Linked DNA regions of Sus scrofa: all the other regions are linked to region 1. The links are chromatin contacts, called in public HiChIP or PLAC-seq maps. All regions are on one chromosome and are shown on one strand. The core of a region is the stretch at or near the end of the contact, and the rest is flanking DNA. Distances in the headings are between cores, read along the strand shown. Region 1 overlaps LOC102159901 (a long non-coding RNA gene). Region 2 has its middle 140 kb from the start of BTG1. Region 3 overlaps LOC106510428 (a long non-coding RNA gene).

Region 1 (5,081 bases), core at 1,152-3,651:
AAGCGGACAAGTATAAAACTAAGGAATTACTCAGATGTCTGGAACCAAAACACCTGACACAAGAAAGTGAGCAATAAAATGTAGATCTTGAATAGAAACATGGCAATGGGTTAATATCTACTAGGGTTCAAAATGTTATGCCGGGGCAAATAAATATGAATCATTCTGGGTCTCAATCTATAGATTCTTTTAATTTACTAAGACTGCATATTAAACTAAATTGTTAGCAGCTGGTTGTCTACAAAAACCTAACTAAACTCCTGGGAGCTACTGTATAGCTGCCTCTTAAAACCTGTCCCAGTGTGCACCACCAAATGGATGTTGGAGAAAAAAAGATAATTCTTCCCAAAGCACCTATTTCATCTATTCCAATTTGTCCTTGGGAATCCAGGGAATTTTTCCTTTCAACACTGTACTGCTTCAAGTACGGAAAGCTTCCTCTCAAAACTTCTCAGTGCTCCATTCACTGTGGTAGGATTTTTCATGAATTTCTTGGCCTGTGCCTGCAGTACATTTGGCCATCCTTGCTCACAGAAGCCCACCACAAACGACTGCCGCAATCCCAGGCTTGGCTCTTGAATCTTTGCTCCTTCTTGAAGTCTTCCGGTTTTCTGGATATACTCATGATAACAGATCCTCTGTGTCATGTAAATAGCATTTTGATTGCTTGCAATCAGAAATAAAAAGGGATTTTTTTTTTTTTTTTTTTTGGTCTTTTTGTCTTTTTGCCATTTCTAGAGCTGCTTCCCAGGGCATATGGAGATTCCCAGGCTAGGGGTCTAATCGGAGCTGTAGCTGCTGGCCTACACCACAGCCACAGCAACGCCAGATCCAAGCCGAGTCTGCAACCTACACCACAGCTCATGGCAACGCCAAATCCTTAACCCACGGAGCAAGGCCACGGATTGAACCCAAAACCTCGTGGTTCCTAGTCGGATTTGTTAACCACTGAGCCACGACGGGAATTCCAGGGATTTTTTTCTTAAAACAAGCAAGGAAGCCACAGCAAATGAGGTCACAATCCCAACCTGAGATTCCCAAATACTGGGAAAATCTATAACCTGAAAATGTTTTTACTAATTAGACATAGATTTGCTCTTACCCCACCTCCCCCCAGGAAGAGGGCTCTCTTCCTGCAAATAAAATGCTTTAAGTTATGAAACTTTGGTTCAATTCGACTCTGCCTCCTTTTTGCCCAGTGAAACAGGCGGCTGATGGAAAACCAAAGTTCAGGGCCCAACTTTTCTCATTTGGTAACTTTCATTTCCTAATAATATTGGATAATTAACAAATTGTGTGTTCTAATGCTTTGTCACTTCAAGAGCATTTGGGGAGAATACTTCTTGTGTCTACTGAGTAATGGCTCAAATGAAAGAACACGATCAAGAGAATGCTTTATCACTGTGCATAAAACATACTGAATATTTATGATTTTAATTGCTACACACCATGTGCATACCTGTTTGGAGAATTATATAGATCTTTAAAGGTCAAGCAAGAGAATGATTTTGTGACTTTATAATTCATGATTAACAAGTCATTGAAAATTTCTATTAACTCAAAATGGAAATTCATAGAAATTCTTAAAAAAAAAAAAAAAAGAACCCTTAGTATTCCCTATATGTAACTGGCGTTTTTGTGAGTTTGTGAAACCAGATGCTTTTGGATAAAAAAAGCAATACTGACTCTTTCTTAGACTTAGTGCCTCTTTGCTAAAAGAAAAATTCTTAACTGAAAATGCAGTTCTATTCCTAAATTTATTGTTTACAGAAACACATGCTAATATAACAACGCATGAAAAATTAAAAAAAAAATGCCAGACATGCCTCGACATGCAAAATGTATTTAGCTGTTTGCTTTAACATGCTACTTTCATTCTGCAGCCTACCTTCTCCAAGACCAAGTATTTTTGCGAGTGAGGCTAAAAATAGCCAGCGAAGCCTAACAACTAGCTTCTGATTGGCTCGGTACAAAGGCCACTTAGCCAATGAGAGCTTCTGGGAACAAAAGCAATTCTTTTGTGTGTGAGATGCTCAACCCACGTCAAAACAGCTTCAGGCTGTAGAAGCGATTTCGGTTGAGATTTAACAAGGTAATAATGCATTTCAGTCCTCTGAAAGGTTTGAAGCAGAACAAAGGGGGTAGTGAAATCTACAAAACAAATGGAGTGCTCAGACTTTCAGGGGATGAATCATCGGGTGCCTGAGCTACACACATTTGCAAACCCAGAAAAGCAAGTGCGCTAGGATTTTTTTTCTTCCTTCCTGATATTTTAACTTATTTTCCGAGCGTTTTCTCTGCTCAAAAAAAGAGAAAATCAAAGGCGTTGTGTTCTGACTATGCACAAATATGCTATTACGTTGACTTGCTGATGAATAGAAAGCAACTCAATCACGATTCCCTTACATGGTACAAAGAGAAGACAAAGACTTGTGTGAGGTGGAGAGTAAGTAGTAAAGCTCCTAAAGCTTTGGACTTTGGTTTTTGGGAATCACAAATATCCCATGTTCTCAAAGTAAACGCAGTTCTGGATTAATGTTGTGATGACTCCCATGATAAAGTGGGACTTGATTTGAAGCAGAAACATGGAATTTTGGGAGGTTTTAGCACCACCAAGGCATTTCGCCTGTAGGGGTCGCTGTTGCACAGCAGACGAACCTCTTCAGAGCGTCCTTCCTTTTAATCTTAAATGAAAGGAGAAAATGGGCTTGGTAGGTGCCTTTCAGGTAGGACAAAAGGGAGTGGGGAGTCAGTGTTTGAAACTCTTAAGCTTCACTGCGGTCATTACTATGGGACAAAGCATCCTATAACAATACAGTCTACTTCACATGGGACTGAAATGCTGTACAGGACAAAATGTTGCTACAGTAACCATTGGAAATGTTATGTAACACATAGCAGCTCATAAGCCATTTCATGGTTTAAAACTGGCTTTATTAAGCAGGTGATAATTCAGGGATGGTATGACACTTCAAAGGCTCCAAGCAGGAGGTAAGACACAAGGACACACACTTTAACTTCTTGTATAGGAAATGCATACAGGTTACCAAGTCCAGAACACTGTTGACAAGAAAATACAGATTGCAAATGCATTGTTTACATGTTCTTTTCCCAGAAAACTTCAAGTTCAATGCATTTTTTTGTCTTCAATATAGCTTTTCTGATAAATGATTATTGAGTGAAATCTTAATTATCCTTTATTCTTGGCATGACGTAAAAGACCTGCATAAATCAAACATTTCAGTAAAATGAAATTATATTTTTATTGTGTGATCAGGTGTGATAATAAGAGCAGTACTTAAGAGTCACCTGTTTAAGGAAATGCATAGTCATAAAATATTGCATTTGCTAATTATTGGTCTTAACTGCATTTATGAGCCTCAATAGATATGTTGCCGTAAAACATGGAGGTGGTTTGCTGAGAGGAGTATCCTATTCTAACAAATAATACGAAAACTAGAGAGGTAATATACACTGTAAAAAACTTTTTTTTGCACTCACTTTAAAATAGTCTCCTATGGGGGAAAAAATTAACCTAGGGAATTATGTTCCTAAACAACGAAATCCCCAAAGGATGGTATATATGCAGTTTTCAACATTCTCTGTCTAGAAAGAATGTGGATTCTGTCCTATTGCAGTACTTTTGTGAGTTTTATAGTTTTGGCTTTATCATGTTGGCCAAGGGCCAGTTAAAGGAATTCATCACCAAATGCTTACACAACCCCTAAGGGTGTGCCTAATGCTTAGTTTAGGATGGGTGGTTGCAGTAGAAGAGGCTGTGAGTACTAGCTGTACCTTATCTCCCTGTGCCTGCCAGCTGCTGAGGTGCTCAAGCCCCAGCCCTGACAGCTGTCCCTCTGCCATCGTCAGGGTGCTCTGTAAGAGGAGAAGAGGGGAGAAGAAAGAAAGTACAAGTCCTCTCCTCTCTGCCAGTGTGACGCTGAAGCTGGAGTCAAAAGCACAGAGTAAGCTTCCTTCCTCCCCTTCTTAAGAGCTAAAAATATCCTTTATAGGAAGTCAAAGCTACTTTCTTTCCTCAACTGGTCATCAGTAATATAAAGCCTTTTATGAACATCTGCATAAAATATATGTTTTTAAAATATTATTTCCCCCCTGTTTCCCTTCTGTTTTGTACCCATGCTTTCCATTCTAGGAGGTAACAGACTCTGTGGCTCAGGTTCATCCCTTCAGAGACGAATATGGTAAGGCAAGAGAAGAGTGAAAGCCCTCCTGGCTTTAGTTTCTGAGTTTACATGGATAATTGAGGGGAAAGTCTCATTGACAGTGGGTCCCAGAGCAGTGGAACCAGAGCCTTGGTCCCCAGGTGAATGCTGGAGAGTCAGGATGAATCCAGAATTCAACACTAGGTACTGAAAGCTCCAAAGAGTGCAGTGGATACAGGGAAGGGTGACTACACCCAGGTTCCCTAATAACGTCAGACAAGCATGTGAGAGCAACTGACCTCAAGAGCATCTCTTGGATAGTGGGAAAAAAAAAAGTCAGACGTGACCATGTTAGCTGGGAACGACAGCCTCTTCCCTGTCTTTAGGAAGATTTAAACCTCTCCATCTCTGGTTACAGTTTGGGGAGGCTACAGGAATCCTTGAAATTATGGTGGAATTGGGTCTTAAAGTTAGAAGTAGATTAATTAAGGAAAATAATACAAAAGCCATTTCTTGCATACCTGATACTTAAATCATACTAAGAATAGACTTTGTATTTTCTAAGAGCTGTGTTATTTATTACTTCATTTGATATTTAGTACAACCCTATAATGGAGTTAGGTATTTATCATGTAGTGTTAATAAAGCAAGCCATTTTCATTTTGTGTTATTTTTCAAAGTACTCACTAGGATTTGCCATTATTATAATCTCTATTTAATAAACATTTTAAAAGGTTTATAAACACTACTTTGAGGGATTTGGTGACGATCATTCAGGCTCTTATTTTCTGTGCCAAAACAAAATTGATAATTGAGGTACTCTCCCGGGTAACTTTATTTCCAAGAATCCTTAAAATTACCTGTTATCACTCATAATTTATTGTTCATTTTGGAAACAGAACCACAGGCTCTGGGAAG
Region 2 (5,081 bases), core at 935-3,434, 830 kb after region 1:
ATCTGCTCTCCTACTTGTCTGGAGGTCCAGGATGCAGCTAAGGCAGGAACAGCCTGTACAGCGATGGATAAGCCTGGAACACTGAAGGACTCAAACACTATTTCAGCAGTACATTCCCTGTTTTCTGGAGTATTCACTGGAGGTTCAGTCAAAAGAAAATAATGGTCTTCAGGTTCTGCCCTTAAATATTTAAAGATCACTCGCTCCATAAACTTTTCCATCAAGTCCCCATCTTCAACACCGTGGGGGATTGGCCACTGTGTTGCATGTGCAGGTTTTTCTATTGCTTCCTCACCCGTGAAGAAGGGTAGGTCATCAACACCTTTCATCACCCTCCTTTGAGCGGGATCACCCACTTTTCTGCCTCCTAAATAGCAATGCAGGAAGGGATGATAAACTGTGGTTCTGTGTTTCCAGCATAACCTAGTTTGGTATACCCCGTGCCACAGGCCAGCAGCCTTCCTGCCATCTTCCTCCTCACCTGCTGCTGCTGCTGCCACCGCCGCCATCTGCTCTGTGCTGGTTGGGGCCAGGGATGGGCGGCGGGAGGTCGAAGCTCTCTGACCATCCACAGCCAGGCCGCTCCCTCCATCGGGGGGGGGCGGGGACGGGGGGGGGGGGGACTGGGAAGATGAAGCAGTAGTGAGAGAGCAGCAGGCTCAAGGACTACCATCCACCACCCAGGCAGGCAGGCCTCCTTAGACGGAAGTATAGCTGTCATACAGCATTATATTACTTTCAGGTATTCAACATAATGATTCGATATTTATGAAAACTGCAAAATGATCATCACAATAAGCCTAGTTAACATTCGATCAATTATTATTGGCTTCAGAAATCTGAGGCCTGCAGACAGGTATGAGCTGCAGGATGAAATTATTGTACCAAAAATGACAGTTACCCTGATGCCACTAACATGCTGTCCAGGTGAAACAAAGCAGCTGACTGACCCTTGTCTGCTTGGGAACCAAAGGCACTTAGGAATCAAACCTGAGATTTCAAAGGAAAGGCAATCTGAAAAGTTAAGACAACCTTTTCGTCACTCGTAAATGGTTTCTATTTCCCTGTCATTCTCCAGAAAATACAAAAGCAGACTTTCTATCACATTAGAAATTCTAGGAGCTGCTATGGAAGTGGATAAGATTTGGGAAAAATAGATCCAAATCACCTCTATGTCTTTTCTTTAGTAAAAGAAGTATCTTGATGATATTTATAAAAAGCTTTTAAGAAGACACAAGATCTAGACAAAGACTCATTCACTCTTCTCTTTTCAATGGATTTTGAGTAAAATTGCAAGTGGAAAGAGTAGGCAAATTTCTTCAAGCAAATATCCTATGGGTGTTAAGAAACAAGGTCATTTAATTCACAAATTACTTCCTATACATCTTTGGCATGACAATCAAAATCTCTGATTTTGAGCTCAGAGAGAGCTGACAACTCAAGTTTGATACTCACTTGGCTTTCAAAATCTCAAAAGGCAAGGTTTCTTGAAATTCCAAGACATTTTACTTTTCATGTGCTAGGAGCAAGGCCAAAATTTAGGCCAATGACAGTGGAAATTATGCTACTAATCCCTGGGTGTCTTCCTGAAGTTCTCCGATGAATAATAAGGGGACGGTAATTAGTGGCAATTGAGTGCCTACAAGGTACTAGATACTGACACGTTTCATTTAAACCTCCCAACAATCCCACGTGGACACTGTAGACCAAGGGAGGAATTTGTTGCTGTTGTTTTTAATGCAGAGGAAGCTATTCGACGTGAGAACCCTGCGACTGTGGGAGATGCTTAGTCTCTTTTTGTGCCTAAGCAAGGGTGGGGGGGAGTTGGGACCAGAGCTCAGGTTTTGAGCCTCTCAGCTCCATATTTGTTTGTTCCCCAGTGTCCAGCATTGGCTTCCGAGACCCCGAGCTGGGAGGTGGGCTGGAGGAGGTGGATGCAAGGAGTGAGAAGGTAGCTTCACAGAGGAATGGTAGGGCAGAGAGGAGGGCGGGTCCAAGGCGACCACGGGCGAAGCAGGGGCCTGGCCCGCTGGGGAAGCCTTGAACAGAAGCGGCTGCCTGGATGGGTTGACTTAAGGTCCCGGGTTGGACTCCAGTCTCTCCTCACCTATGAGTTCCTGTTCATGGGCAGGTTCCAGCAGCTTTCCTTGGTGATGTAATGCTACCCAGAAGCCGAGGTGTTGCCGGCCTCCTTCAGCAGGGCAGTATTTCCTGTCATTAGACTATTTTCCTCAGGGCCTAGCTCTGGAGAGCTCTTGGCTTCTCAGTCAAAAGGAACTGGGATCGGCAGGCAGTAATTCTTTAGTTTATTGCCCCTGTTCTACATTCCTGACCTGTGAGTATTTGTAGACACAGAGACCAGCTTTCCAAAGCCCAGCCTAAGCTGCTTTAATTTTGTCATTGTCCTATAATTTCATGGAAATGGCTGCTATGAAGCCAACAAATGACTAATAAAGTCCCTCTGCCCACTCATTTTTAATGTCATTCTGGAACTCCAGAACAGGGACCATCTGGTCATGGTGCTTACTTTAATATAAAAGAGTGGCTGAGTTGAAAATCCTATTTCTGAGAGAAGGCTGGAACGAGTCTTCTGTTTGTGAACCCCAAGCAGAGCAAAACAAGTCTAGCATTTCATCTGGCGCAGTCATCAGATAGGCTGAGGGCTGTGTAGGCAGCTCTGCTTGTGGAGAGGTTAAATTCTGACACACACACACACACACACACACACACACACACACACACACGTGATATACAGATATCAATCAATACCACTAACTGTCACATTTATTGAGCACAGCCCATGTGTCTGGCAAAAGGCAAAGCACTGCGGATTATTTTGTAATAGGCGAGCATTAGTGTACTCATTTTATAGGTGAAATAAACAGAGACAGAAGTTAAGTAAAGCTGCCCCAAGTCGCACAGCCAGTAAATAACAGCGCCAGACCTGGAACCCAGGCCTGTCCTGTCCACATATGCGCCCCGAGCAACTGACTTACTTGACTCATTGCAGTAAGGGCTTTTGGAAGAAAATTCATCCTAAGCAATGACTCATCTTTTACGGAGGTAAACTGTAGAACAAGGAAGCTATATAGAGATTTTTTTTTTTTGGCCTTTTTTATTTTGGAATTAAGATTGTGCAGAGAGGTTGCAGAGATAGCCACAGAGAATTTCTGTCTACACTTCATTCAGCTTCTTTTAATCCTAACATCTTATGTAGCTGTGCTACATTGGTCAGAACTAAGGCATTATCCTTGGTATAATATTAATAAGTAAACTAAACTACAGACTTTGGTCAGACTGTGGTGCAATTTTTTTTTTCCTTTTTTGCTTTTTAGGGACGCACATGCAGCATATGGAAGTTCCCAGGCTAGGAGTCGAATCAGAGCTATAGCTGCTGGCCTACACCACAGCCACAGCAACTTGGGATCCGAGCTGCATCTGCGACCTACACCACAGCTCATGGCAATGCCGGATCCTTAACCCACTGGGCAAGGGCAGGGATCAAATCTGCATCCTCATGGATACTAGTCAGATTCATGAACCGCTGAGCCATAAAGGGAACTCTACATGCAATTTTTATTTGCAAGTTTTTCTTGCAACTTTTGATTTAATCATGCTTTTTAGTATCTTTATTTTTGCTGTTTTTACAAAACTTGATTTTTTAAAAAAAGTTATTAAAACTTTGGTTTTTTAGGAGTTCCCTTGTGGTCAAGGATCGTGTCGTCACTGTGGCAAAGGTTTGATCCCCAACCCGGGAACTTCCACATGCCACAGGTGTGGCCGGAAAAAAAAAAAAAAAGGTTGTTTTTTTTTAGAGCAGTTTTAGGTTCATAGCAAAACTGAGAGGAAGAGACAGAGATTTCCCTGCCCACTCTGTCCCCACACTAGCACAGCCTCCCCATTATCAACACAATGCTACATTTGTTACAACTGATGAACCTGCTTTCACGGGTCATTATTACCCAAAGTCCCCACTTTACATTAGGATTCACTCTTGGTGTTATATATTCTTCTATGGGTTTGGACAAATGTGTAATAACATGTAACATGTATCCACCACTAAACTATCATGAGTAGTTTCAATGCCTTAAAATGCATGTGTTTCAGCCATGCATGACCCCACTCTCCCTGCCAACCCCCAGCAACCACTGATCCTTTTCGGTGTATCCATAATTTTGCCTTTTCCAGAATGTCCTATAGTTGGAATCACACAGTGTGTGGCCTTTTCAAATATTTTCAAGAAAACTAAATATGTATTTAAAGTTCCTCCATGTATTTCCATGGCATGAAGGCTCCTTTCTTTGGAGTGGTAAATAACAGTCCATTGTCTGCCTGTACCACAGGTTATCTATCTATTCTCCTTCTGAGGGAAACCTGGGTTGCTTCCAAGTTTGGGCAATTATGAATAAATCTTTTATAAACATCATGTGCAGGTTTTGTTTGGACATAAGTTTTCAACACCTTTGGGTAAACACCAAGGAGCACAATGGCTGAATCATATGGTAATTATTTAGTTTGGTAAAAAAAAAAAAAAAAACCCATCAAACTGTCCTCCAAAGTGGCCGCACCATTTTGCATTCTGACCAGCAATGGATGAGAGTTTCTTTTGTCAGCGTTTGGTGGTGTCATCGTTCTGGGTTTTGGCCCTTCTGTTCAGCTGTGCAGCGGTGGCTTTATGTTTTTCTACACTATAGGGAGTTGAGTGAAGCTTTCAACTGTAAGCTGTATACCTACACCCAGCCCTGTCCTTGCCTGACATGAAGGGCTCCAGACATCATTGGGCTTGAGCTGAGTATGCACTTTCTGGTTGCTCATATTCAGTTAAGACCCAGACACTCTTCCTTCTATTGCTCTTCTGCATCTGTAACCTCACCTGCTTTCTGTAGGTGAATCTCGACTGTGTGACTTAGTCATTCTGACTCTGCTTTCAGAAGTTTCTTACCAAGATTTGGCAAACTGACTCAAAGTTTGCAGGCTCCTGACCTCGATTTCCACCCGCCGCATCCTTCAGGACAGAGCTTATGATGGAATTCAATTTCGACTGTCTCTCTAGCTTGACATTTTGTGTTTTATTGTTGGAC
Region 3 (5,081 bases), core at 999-3,498, 780 kb after region 1:
TTTCATTCTTTTTAAGGACTACATACTTTTCCTTAGAAAACAAGTACTGTAACCATTCTTCTGATGGGACACATGATTTTGTCTCAACTTTTTTATATACAAAATAACGCTGCAGTGAATGGCCCTGCTCATGTATGCTCTTTGGATCCATGTAATAACAAAACAAAGTTCAGGCCATGAGACGCTGCCTCTTGGCAAAGCTTTCATATATATAATCTGTAATATGCTGCATTTTTGTGTGTATGGATAAGAGTATGTGGTAACCACTTTATGAAATACTAGGTCATGAGCTAATAATTCTTATTCTTTAAATTCATCTAATATTCTCACCATCTGAGTCTCTAGCAAGAGATAAGACATTCCAAGAAACAAATGGCATTCAAAAAGGGTAAGCAGAAAGGAGTTTAGTAAAGGAATTATTTACAAAGGTGTGGGCAAGATTAAGGGAAACCAACAATATTCAGTGAAGCACCAGAGGGCTGGCAACAGTGGGAAGCTGTTACCAGGTTTAGCAGAAAGGGTCAGAGGAGGGACAATTACTGGAACCTAGTGAGACCTGCAACTGAGGAGAGAGCCACTCACGAGGAGCTAGTTCTCAAACAGAATGATGTAGCCACTGCTGACAATGGCCTGGCAGAGAGAAGCTGGGAGGAATAAAGACGTGAACCTCTTTCCCTTCCTACCCTTCCAATTCCATCTAGAAGCTGCCACTGGCTGGACCCCACCAGAAGCCATGGGACAGGAAGTCCCGTTCAGCAGACCATAGGCTGTCAGGACCCTGAGACCACAGCAAAACAGAGAACAGGAGAGATTAGATCAGGGAGACAAGCAGAAAGTATCTAGCACCAACAGTTCCTCTATTAGTCTTACTTCCTCCCTCCACATCTGATTAGCCCGATGGACAGAACCAGGAGGTTCTGATACTCAAGTATCCGCAGTAGGTGACACTGCCCACGCATCCAGAATATTGCTAAAGGCACCAGGATTTAGACTCACAGACAGGAAAACAGCTGGGAGCACTAACTGAAATGTTCTAATGGCACAAACATGATAACATGCTTTAGGGTGTGCCCACCTACTACTAATTTTTAAAGCCGTGACTTCAGAACCAGATAATCTCCAGATGGAATCCATTTTTCTGGTATTTGCTAGCTGTATGCACTTGGTCTTAGACCTGTGCTGCCCAGTATGGTAGGCACCAACCACACTGGCTATTTACATTAACTTAAAAAAATAAAACATTTTATTCTCTCTCTCTCTCTTTTTTTTTTTTTTTTTTTTTGTCTTTAAAAGGCTGCACCCACAGCATATGGAGGTTCCCAGGCTAAAGGTCCAATCAGAGCTGTAGTCGCTGGCCTACACCACAGTCAAAGCAACGCAGGATTTGAGACTTGTCTGCGACCTATACACAGCTCACATCAACGCTGGATCCTTAACCCACTGAGTGAGGCTGGGGATTGAACCCGCAACCTCATGGTTTCTAGTAGGATTTGTTTCCATGGCACCACAATGGGAACTCCCCAAATCAAACATCTTAAATAAAATTTAAATAAATAACATTTTCTTGTCTCTTTTTTTTAGGGCCACACACGTGGCATATGGAAGTTTCCAGGCTAGGGGCTGAATCAGAGCTATAGCTGCTGGTCTACACCACACCCACAGCAACAGTGGATCCGAGCCATATCTGTGACCTACACCACAGCTTACAGCAACGAGGGATCCTTAACCCAATGAGCGAAGCCAGGGATCCAACCCGCATCCTCTCGGAGACTAGTTGGGTTTGGTACTGCTGGGCCACCACAGGAACTCTGACCTTTAGAATTCAGTTCCTCATTTGTTCTTGCCACCTTTTTCAAGAGCTCAGTATGAATGCAGCTAGGGGCTACTGAACTGGATAACAGCACATTTGCTCAAGCATCTAGCCCAGGACTGTCAAAGAGAACTTTCTACATGATGGAAATATTGCAACAGGCAGAATTTTGTTCATATAATGTATACCTTACATATGCAATAAGAACAGTGCATACATTGAACTATTAAGCAGTAGTCCTTAACCCGTGGGCTTGTCTGAGGACTGAAGACAACCATACACACAAAGTTCCTAGTAAACCATGGGGCACAGAGTAGGCGCTCAGGAAACGGTATCAATAGTAATGGAAACAACAACAGAAGCAGCCACACGACTGCACTGTATCCTCTCCCTGGTAGCTAATTCTGGCGATATCATCACACAAGGCGCTTTGCCAACGTGTGAGGCCGCCAGGCTTTAGCAATGATCACACAGCTGCTGCTGAGGCGAGCTGCGTGTCACTGAGCTGGAGGCTCCTTGTTACCAAAGACCCTCAGCGCTGCTGGGAGCTCGTTAGCAGGCTTCCATCTTGCAAGTGTGGTCTTGCCGGCCTCTTGTTGAAAATGCTGCTCTATCCTGACTCTTTGGAATATGATACGATTCCTGGTTTTTTTCTGGTGGTTTGGAATGGCATGCTTTGTCAACATAGTTTTCTCACAGAACCTGATTTTGTTTTCTATCTACAGAGAAGCTGTGGCTCCGTCTTCTGTAGGAATTTTAATTATCAGCTTAAGCTTGTATCAAGCTATCCTACTGCTTCTCTGTATCATGTCAATTGACCAGTTTGAATTCATGTCTTGCTTTTTTTTTTTGCTTTTTAGTGTCACACCTGCGGCTAGGGTGGAATTGGAGCTACAGCTGCCAGCCTACACCACAGCCACAGCAACGCCAGATCCGAGTCATGTTGGCAACCTACATACACCACAGCTCATGGCAATACCGGATCCTTCACCCACTGAGCGAGGCCAGGGATCAAACCCACAACCTCATGTTCCCAATTGGATTCATTTCTGCTGCGTCATGATAGGAACTCCTGAATTCATGTCTTAATGTAACTGTTCAGGTATCATTTAATCTACAGAATATGCTAGTGGTTTGGGAGGAGGACTGGTTTTATAATCTCTAAAATGGAAGTTTTATTCCTTAAGCAGAATGAGGAAACCATTGGTCAGCAAGGAAACAACTCACTTCCCTTCCAGTTGTTTCCATTTCCATGTCACTAACTCCAGAGTCCAAACCACCATTATCTTTTATCTTCTTAGAATCAATTTCCCACCCTGCTTAAGACATCCAACAGCTTCCTGATGCACTTGGAAAAGAATCCAAATGCTGGTCCATGGTCTTTTATCTTCTTCATTGAACTTACTTCTATCTGTAATTATTTATTTGATCTGTTTATTTTTTATCTACCTTCTGCCAGCCTCATCCCTTTGGATACAAGCTTCACACGAGCTCACGGAGCTGCTCACTGCCTGTTCACTGAATGTCATCATCTCAGCGCTTGGAAAAGTGCCTGGTACAGAGCAGACGCTTTCAAAAGGCTTCAAGGCCATCTTTGGGCAGGATGTAAAGAGTAAGCTGCAAACCTCTAAATTACAATCTCACATCATGTTTCCTACATTCCAATGTCTTTCTTCAAAAGCCCGATACACTTAAACAGATTCTTAACCATTTAATGTCTGTGCCATGGCCCCTGGGGTAGGGGAGGAGAGTGTCTGGTGAATACTACGGACTCCCTTCCCAATAATGTTTAAATATGTGTGTATGCAGATTATGAGGGAAGCCAAATATGCTGACATAGAGTTGTCAAAACAGTGGAAAAAAAAAAAAACAAAACCTTCTATCTATAAGTAATAGATGTGCTTCTTTTTTTCACTGCGCCACGACGGGAACTCCTAGACGTGCTTCTTTATCACTGTGTTAAAGAAAAACATCTACTGGAGGATCGGAAATGATTTCTATTGAGGATAGAGAACTCCACATAAGCCATGTTAGGAGACATCTCCAACAATTGCAATGAGATCGGAAAAGAGCTGCAATTTCTACTGGCAATAACGTCACGGGTACTGCTGACACTTCAGGGATTTGTTGCCCTGTAATTTTAGAAACAGCTAAATTTCGATTTGAGGCTAATAAAAACGCAGATGTAGTTTTTCTCTTTCGAGTTCACAGACCCCCTTAATTTCACACTCAGATCTTTCTGAGTCCCTGGGCCCCAGGTGAAGAGGACTGAGAGGGACCATGAGAGACAGCATGTGCTCAGGAGGGCGTGCATGTGAGTCTTGGCTTTCAGTGCATTCTCAGCTATGCAAGTCACCTTGGATACCATCTGCAGCCTCAAATAAGATCCCAGGCCTTTCTTCAGCCACTGGCATTATTAATTTATATGTTCACTTGAAGACACTGACAAATACACACACACACACTAACATGCTCACCCATTATTCCACCATTAAAAAATAAACATAAGGCAAGAAGAATCACCGCCTTTCTACCAATCCTACTTCCCAAAGATAATTGTTGTCAAGAATCTGTTAAGAACCATGCCTGATTTTTTACGTCTCCGTGTCTGTGTGTGCGCTTGTGCCACACATACATATTCATAGGAATGGAAAAATACCGAACAAATTTGTTGGCTCCTGGATTTTTTTTCACATAATATTATATTTTGGATATTTTTTTTTCAAATCTTTTATTTACTTAACAAGTCTGATATTCCATTGTATGAATGCACTGCATTTATTGAAATTTTCTAGTAAGCTCTTTTCTTTATCACTACAAATAATGTACAATGAATACCTTGTACACCTATTTTTATATATGAATGCTGATACTGTACAAAATATGTTCTAGATGTGGAATTATTAGGTCAGATAGATTATTTTAGACTTTAGCACAGATTACAAATTAGCAAAAAAGGAACCTAATTTTCACACTTCAATGAGAGTGCCCATTTCTTTTCTTTTTTTTTTTTTTTTTTCTGCTTTTTAGGACTGCATCTGCAGCACCTGCAGGTCTGCAGGCTAGGGGTCAAATTGGAGCTACAGCTGCCGGCCTACGCCACAGCAACACCAGATCCGAGCCATGTCTGCAACCTACACCACAGCTCATGGCAACCCCGGATCTGTAACCCACTGAGCGAGTCAGAGATTGAACCTGCAACCTCATGGTTCCTGGTCAGATTTGTTTCTGCGGCACCACGACGTGAACTCCAAGAGGGCCCATTTCTTTA

Evidence for each region. HiChIP or PLAC-seq counts read pairs in DNA pulled down with a chosen protein or histone mark.
Region 2: a contact with region 1 is called in an H3K27ac HiChIP or PLAC-seq map of skeletal muscle, with 7 times the contacts expected there. The contact joins two enhancer-like sites. A contact is called at or near these places in 1 of 47 Hi-C or Micro-C datasets (embryonic fibroblasts) and 2 of 2 datasets of contacts at active chromatin or transcription factors (alveolar macrophages and skeletal muscle).
Region 3: an H3K27ac HiChIP or PLAC-seq map of skeletal muscle shows a contact between it and region 1, with 8 times the contacts expected there. The contact joins two enhancer-like sites. A contact is called at or near these places in 2 of 2 datasets of contacts at active chromatin or transcription factors (alveolar macrophages and skeletal muscle).

Annotation. Positions count from the first base shown.
Region 1 is chr5:91,508,336-91,513,416 of Sscrofa11.1, reverse strand. The region is part of intron 4 of LOC102159901 (a long non-coding RNA gene); the gene reads right to left. Among named protein-coding and RNA genes, the nearest start is that of DCN, 170 kb to the left of the region's middle. Within about 2 kb of position 2,401, at least 64 of the 83 cell types and tissues checked have an H3K27ac peak or open chromatin away from gene starts, as enhancers often do. A contact at or near this core is called in skeletal muscle, where this site is marked.
Region 2 is chr5:90,673,529-90,678,609 of Sscrofa11.1, reverse strand. It overlaps the pseudogene LOC110260824. Among named protein-coding and RNA genes, the nearest start is that of BTG1, 140 kb to the left of the region's middle. Within about 2 kb of position 2,184, at least 25 of the 83 cell types and tissues checked have an H3K27ac peak or open chromatin away from gene starts, as enhancers often do. A contact at or near this core is called in skeletal muscle, where this site is marked.
Region 3 is chr5:90,726,773-90,731,853 of Sscrofa11.1, reverse strand. The region is part of intron 3 of LOC106510428 (a long non-coding RNA gene); the gene reads right to left. Among named protein-coding and RNA genes, the nearest start is that of BTG1, 86 kb to the left of the region's middle. Within about 2 kb of position 2,248, at least 11 of the 83 cell types and tissues checked have an H3K27ac peak or open chromatin away from gene starts, as enhancers often do. A contact at or near this core is called in skeletal muscle, where this site is marked.